2 separate regions of the Sus scrofa genome follow, and region 2 is linked to region 1. The links are chromatin contacts, called in public Hi-C maps. All regions are on one chromosome and are shown on one strand. The core of a region is the stretch at or near the end of the contact, and the rest is flanking DNA. Distances in the headings are between cores, read along the strand shown.

What was found. Hi-C and Micro-C count contacts between places; a contact is called where the count stands out from the background.
Region 2: a Hi-C map of embryonic fibroblasts shows a contact between it and region 1, with 2.2 times the contacts expected there. The contact joins the enhancer-like site here to the promoter of CAV1 in region 1. A contact is called at or near these places in 3 of 5 promoter capture datasets (fetal liver, fetal skeletal muscle and liver), 17 of 47 Hi-C or Micro-C datasets (embryonic fibroblasts, epiblast stem cells, fetal heart ventricle and 9 more) and 1 of 2 datasets of contacts at active chromatin or transcription factors (skeletal muscle).

What each region holds. Positions count from the first base shown.
Region 1 is chr18:29,680,931-29,684,000 of Sscrofa11.1, forward strand. It overlaps CAV1 (caveolin 1), which reads right to left and starts at 1,521. Exons shown (of 4, transcript NM_001348935.1): 1 at 1,432-1,521; 2 at 1-12. The coding sequence starts at 1,461.
Region 2 is chr18:29,883,266-29,886,335 of Sscrofa11.1, forward strand. No RefSeq gene overlaps it. Among named protein-coding and RNA genes, the nearest start is that of TES, 51 kb to the right of the region's middle. Within about 2 kb of position 1,471, at least 18 of the 83 cell types and tissues checked have an H3K27ac peak or open chromatin away from gene starts, as enhancers often do. A contact at or near this core is called in embryonic fibroblasts, omental adipose tissue, skeletal muscle and 1 more, where this site is marked.

The DNA.
Region 1 (3,070 bases), core at 271-2,770:
GTAGAGATGTCCCTGTAGAGGGCGGACGGCCAGGAACGGGAGGGTGGCACCGGCAGTGGGAAGAAATTTTCGAAAAGAAAAATCAGCAATCAGAAAAGTCAGCCTGGCAGCGGGGCAAACCTCGAAGCTTAAAATCGAACTAACCGCTTCAGAGGCGGTGGCTCCGCGCACAGTAAACTCCTTGGCGCCGCAAGCTTTTTAAGAGGATCGAGGAGAGGACACCACACCCCTCGGTACCAGGCAGGGAGCTCCTGCCTCCCCCGCCCGCCACCGCCAGGGGTCAGGACAAACTCCGCTGCCCGGTCAGCCCTGGCCCCAGCTCTGTGCAAGCCCTTGCCCGCAGCACCCCGCCGAGACCCCCACAAGGGAGAGGACCTGACTGACTTTTCTTCAGCCTCTCTCTCCGACACGCCACCCTCTCCCGAGTGCTTCACCTGCTCGCGTCCCTGGCCCCCATTTCCTTTCTCTCCATAATCCCTTCTAGTTTCATCCTTAAGATCCCTTTTGAACCTCCGGTCCCACGGAGTGACTTTATTTTCGTTGCTGCCTGGCTGCGTCTCACCTCCCTTGCATCTGCCCGCGTATTTCATTCTCCCTCTTCGCTCTAGGTCCCTCAGCAGCTCCCTCCACTCCCCAGTCTTTGTGCATCCCCAGTCTTTGTGCGGAGCCGAGTGTCAGACCCCCTAAACTCCTCTAGAACAGTATCTCACCTGCACAGCTTCCCCCACCCACCCTTAGGTCACTCCTATGCAGTCGGCCGGTCGCTGCACAGCGGCTGCTTTTGGGAAAACGAGGTCTCCACACCCAGGCGGAGCCCGAGCGCCAGGAGGTGGTTGGAAAGGGAGGGAGACAGTGTTAGGGAGGGAGATAGTGTCAGGGGGAAGGGAGGTGTGCCCCTCTCCCGACACCCCTGCAAGGCACCGATATGCGGGAAGAGTTCTTGAGGTGGCCCAAGAGGTTCGGAAAGTGCAAACAGGACGCGCGCCCGCTGCCCGGGCCAGCTGGTGCAGGCGCCTGGCGGGGATTGTCCCCAGGACTGCGGGTGAATAACCTCCCACCCAGCGCTCTAGCTCTCCGCCTCCCAGCAGGCAGGGGCCAGACCATGAGGGTCCCCGCATTAAGTCAGCACCCCTGAGCCATTCAGAAACGCTTCGTCGGTTCGGCAGACCTAACTTCAGGACCTCAAGCACCATCTCTTCCGCGATCTTCTAGCTTAGGGTCTCCCTTCCTAATAGAAAACATAATAAAACATTCCTGCCTCCTCTTCACCTCCCCGCCCAGGCCCATTCCTCTGCAATGCCAGCGCGAGTGCTCCAAAGTCGAGAGAGAGCTGGGGCAAGCAAAGCAGTTCGACTATTTGGAGTGGGAGATAGCAGAAGCAGCGCTCCTTGCGAGCGAGCCCGAGCCGAGAGCGCACCCACCCAATCCTACCTCTGAGTCTACGTATTTGCCCCCCGACATTCTGGCCCCGTGGCTGGATGAAGGCTCTGAGGAGATTTCCCTGGGCTGTGATTTAAAGGAACTGAGGAAGGAAGATCTTGTATTGTATGGGGGGCGGGGGGGGAGGCACTGGCGGGGGGGGGGCGGTGGCTGGGAGGGAGCCTCTTGGCAATCGGCCAAGGGTTTGTTCTGCTCGCGGTTGGCGGGGATGTGCTCTGTGCCGGGTCTAGGCACATCCCCAAGGTTCTGGCAGCAGAGGGCGGGAGCGCCCGTAGGGAGCTAAGAGCAATGAGAAAGCGTTTCACTCGCACTGGGTTGCTTTGGCAGATATTTTAAACCTGGGGCAACATTTTTCCAGCTGTAAGCCACTGAGAGGCATTCTGAGGCGGGCAGATGTTTTCGCAGTGCATCATCCCAGCAGGGGTGGGGAGCAGAGGGAGTTGACTCCCTGCCGATATGCCTAGTATGGGCACCCAAGCTTCAGGAAGAATTCTGCCCTCTTCTAAGCCATTTGTCTTCATGCTGCCCAAGTTCCATCGCTGCTTAAGACACAACTGTCTCCTCTTTTCACAGAGGAAGGGATGAAAAATGTCAGGGAACTTTTAGGTACATTTCACATCTAAACACAAGGAAGGAATCTGTGGGGTGTGTGTGGGGGGCGAACTTTTGGTGACACTGGTTTATATCTCCACTGTGTGGACGGAAACTTGGAGAAGCAGGCAGGCAGAATTTAACAATTCCCAACCATTTCTGAAATGCTTCCCAAATGCTTTGAAATAAAAAGCAAAAATGTTTAACTTTCGTAATATTATCACTATTTTTTTTTCTGGAACAGAGATTTGTGCCAACAGGTTAATACATAAAACATTTACAATTATACAAATATTTGATTGTTTCCAGTTTACCAGAGAAGGTTCATTTTTAAAAATGTGCTTGGCTGTGAGTTAAGGGAGGCTTGTTTTTTCTAATAATTAATTAGAATGTTTAAAAAGTTGTTAGCAATTAAAGTATTTTATCTGTTCCCAAATTGAGGGCTTCTCTCTTTACCTTATGATAATGCAGCACAAAATGAATTGAATCGGTCCTTTTACTTTGTGGCAATAATAAGGAAATTCACTATCCAAAAATGGAAAGGACATTTTACATTACATTCCACATGCAATCAAAAGTCAAATTATGGAGTTCCCGTCGTGGCGCAGTGGTTAACGAATCCGACTAGGAACCATGAGGTTGCAGGTTCGGTCCCTGCCCTTACTCAGTGGGCTAACGATCCGGCGTTGCCGTGAGCTGTGGTGTAGGTTGCAGACACGGCTGGATCCCGAGTTGCTGTGGCTCTGGCCTAGGCCAGTGGCTACAGCTCCGATTAGACCCCTAGCCTGGGAACCTCCATATGCCGCGGGAGCGGCCCGAAGAAATAGCAAAAAGACAAAAAAAAAAAAAAAAAAAAAAAGTCAAATTATGACTTGAAATGAAAAAGCTGGGACCATACTTGAAAGGGCACAGGATACATTAAAATTACTGGCAGTCTAGAAAAGGGAGTACGAGGGTGGGCATAAAAGGAGGAGAGGGGAAATAGAGGATGGAACTCCTAGAGTTGATTATCTAGGTGGAGAGAAGACATTAAGGACAA
Region 2 (3,070 bases), core at 221-2,720, 200 kb after region 1:
GTTTCAGATGATTGAAACTTAAAGGGCTTTTGTGTGAAGCCAAAATTATGATTATTCAAAATAAATTATTTATTATTCATTCCTCTTTTCTCACATTGCTCACTTTTATTTGGAAATACATGTTACAAGGCATATGAATAAAGTAATGACTCATTTCTTTGAGTATTTTTTATTTATTTATTTATTTATTTTTATTTTTTGTCTTTTGTTGTTGTTGTTGCTATTTCTTGGGCCGCTCCCGAGGCATATGGAGGTTCCCAGGCTAGGGGTTGAATCGGAGCTGTAGCCACCGGCCTACGCCAGAGCCACAGCAACGTGTGATCCGAGCCGCGTCTGCAACCTACACCACAGCTCACGGCAACGCCGGATCGTTAACCCACTGAGCAAGGCCAGGGACCGAACCCGCAACCTCATGGTTCCTAGTCGGATCCGTTAACCACTGCGCCACGACGGGAACTCCCATTTCTTTGAGTATTAATCAAAATCAGCAGGTGTCAGACTTACTTCCATTTATAAGATTTGTGGATTAAGAAATTATGATCATAATATTGAGAAAACTTTGTGACATACATGCATTTTACATTTCTGAAACATGATGTTCACTATAGTTTGGGAGAATATGGAAGTTTGACACATTTTAGCTTTGGGGGAAAATCATGGCTTATAGATAAAAAATTTGCAGTTTCCTGTTTATTCAGAATGCCTTCGCTAGTCTTTTTTTTTTTTTTTTTTTTTTTTCATTTAAGATATTTGGGTATTTAGTGCAATTAAGGAAAAAAAAAGATTTGTTTAGTGCAGTGTATCTAGTTTCTTTGAAGTGAAATTTAGAACTTGATAACTAATAATTTGTTTTGCCAGATAAGTGCATATTGCTTATAAGTAAGCCCATTTTCTTCATTGTAACATAAACAGGTGATGACTGGTTGTGGGAACATGTTTTCATGTCTATTCTGACTTTTAAAAACACACCTATTTTGTACTATTCTTTACCCTTCTTCTTGCAGTTAAAAGAGTTTATACTTGTTCAGTAGAACTGATGAAAAGTTTTTTCTATGGCAACTGTGTGTTCTCAACCACATGCCTTTTTACTTCAGTTCACCTTAGGACAGAATAAAAGTATACTAACTGAATAGGAAAGCTAGGTCATCTTAAAGGGTCAGGAAGCGGACTCCTTCCTAGTCAGAGATCTTGGAGCCCAAAAGTGTACAACTTAGTTCCTGTCCCTTTGGAGACAATGTTAATGGGACTAAACTTTTCCATGGCAGTGGAGACACAGCGAGTTTTCCGTATTGCACTCCAATTATTTGAGAATGTGCTTGAAGTCAGATGTTGAACTAAACTCTAGATTTCTGTCTTCTATTTCAAATACATTCCATACAGATTATGGCATAAGTGAAGGGTATACCACTCAGCCTCCCCACACACTATGATTCATAAGGAAACCCCTTTTGCTGGCTGCCAACAAAGCAAGAGCTTGGGAGAGCCGGGTTTGGAACGCCAGGATTCAGAAGGAGCTTGGGCTGGGCAGGAACACAGTGTGCATGCCAGGTTGGAATTAAAAAAAATGTGCAGTTTACAATTACAAGGCAAGGCAGAGCTGCTGGTGCTGAAGAAAAGTTGAAGGAGCTAATAAATACTTAGTAAATGGAACCAAAAATTGAAAAGTTCTCTCTGTTTGTTTTTCTCTCTCTCTCTCATTTCTCCAATATGTTTTCAAAACTGAGACATTAACTGTAAATTTTCCAAAATCCCTTCTTTATCCTTAACAGGAAAGCCACTATGTTAGCAACTACTGCAGCTACACACTGATCCATTTCTAAAACTACAGCTGAACTTACAGTGCTGAGCTATGTGGTGGTTTGAATCGGCATTACCATACAAGGCAGTTTTGAATTCCTCATGGCAATCTTTTATTACTCTTTTTAAGTTTCCTGAGCACTGCCAAACGTCTTGAGCTTTGTGGAATGATTATAAACTTTATAAATATAAATTTTTGATTCCACTTTGAACTCTGCTAAAGAATGCCAAAATTATATTAACAATGCACATTTCAAAATCAAAGACCTAGATTACTCTGATTACTTCAATCCTAGAAAACATTTGTTATCATTGGACAATTGATAATTGGGCATTGCAATAGCTCCTCTCAGAAAGATTATACAACCCAGAGTCAATACTTGGGCTGCAAAGCTGGCCTGTGTTTCTGGTTTGTTTGCAAATGTCTCAGATATTTAGAAAGCTGTCCCTTTAAAATCTCCAAAACATTTGTTAGAAACAGTTCATAACGTAAGAATGTTTCCCTTGGCACCTCAGTAGGGCAGTTCTTGTTTTCAACTCAAAATATGAGGGATTTGGTTGAGAAACAGAAAGGGTTTTGTCTTTAGCAGGCTGACATGGAGCTGCTGCTGGCTGCAAGGCCAAGAATCAATGTGATGTGGAGCAACTCGTTAAGGAGAGAACTTTCTCTAAAGGATGGGTTAAAGCTTTTGGAAGATGCAAAGGTACATGGGAGAAATCCCTGTGCAAGAGCAGACAAGCCATGGACAACTATGTTTATGTGGTCCTGTCATAGTTTACATGAAAGGGAAGAGATACGTCCTCACTGTAGGACCATGGTGAAGTGAAGAAGAACTCAGACCTTGGGGCTGGATGGCCAGAATTCAAATTCCAGTTTTTTCCCTTCCTAGCTCTGTAGCTTGGGCCAAATTTGCATAATTCCACTTTTTCCAGTTTCCTTATCTTCCACATGATGTAATAAAAGGAACTACCTGAAATGGTTATGAGGATTGAGTGTATATGTATAAAATATTTAGAACAGTGACTAGCTCTGTTATTCAAAAGAATACTAAGGCAATTTTAAAAAGGAGAGAGTGACTAAGAATGAACTTTGTTTAAAAAAGGTGTTCCAGCCCAAATTTGCTCTCACTTAATAATGTTTGCCCCAACATACAACAAGTAAAAAAGGTCATTCTAAAGCAGTTAACTCTTCCTTTGGTAAACCTATATTAAGTTATCTGAAAAAGGCTCTGTAATTATCCCCAAAGACTTTTTGGCTGGAGATAAGTAATGG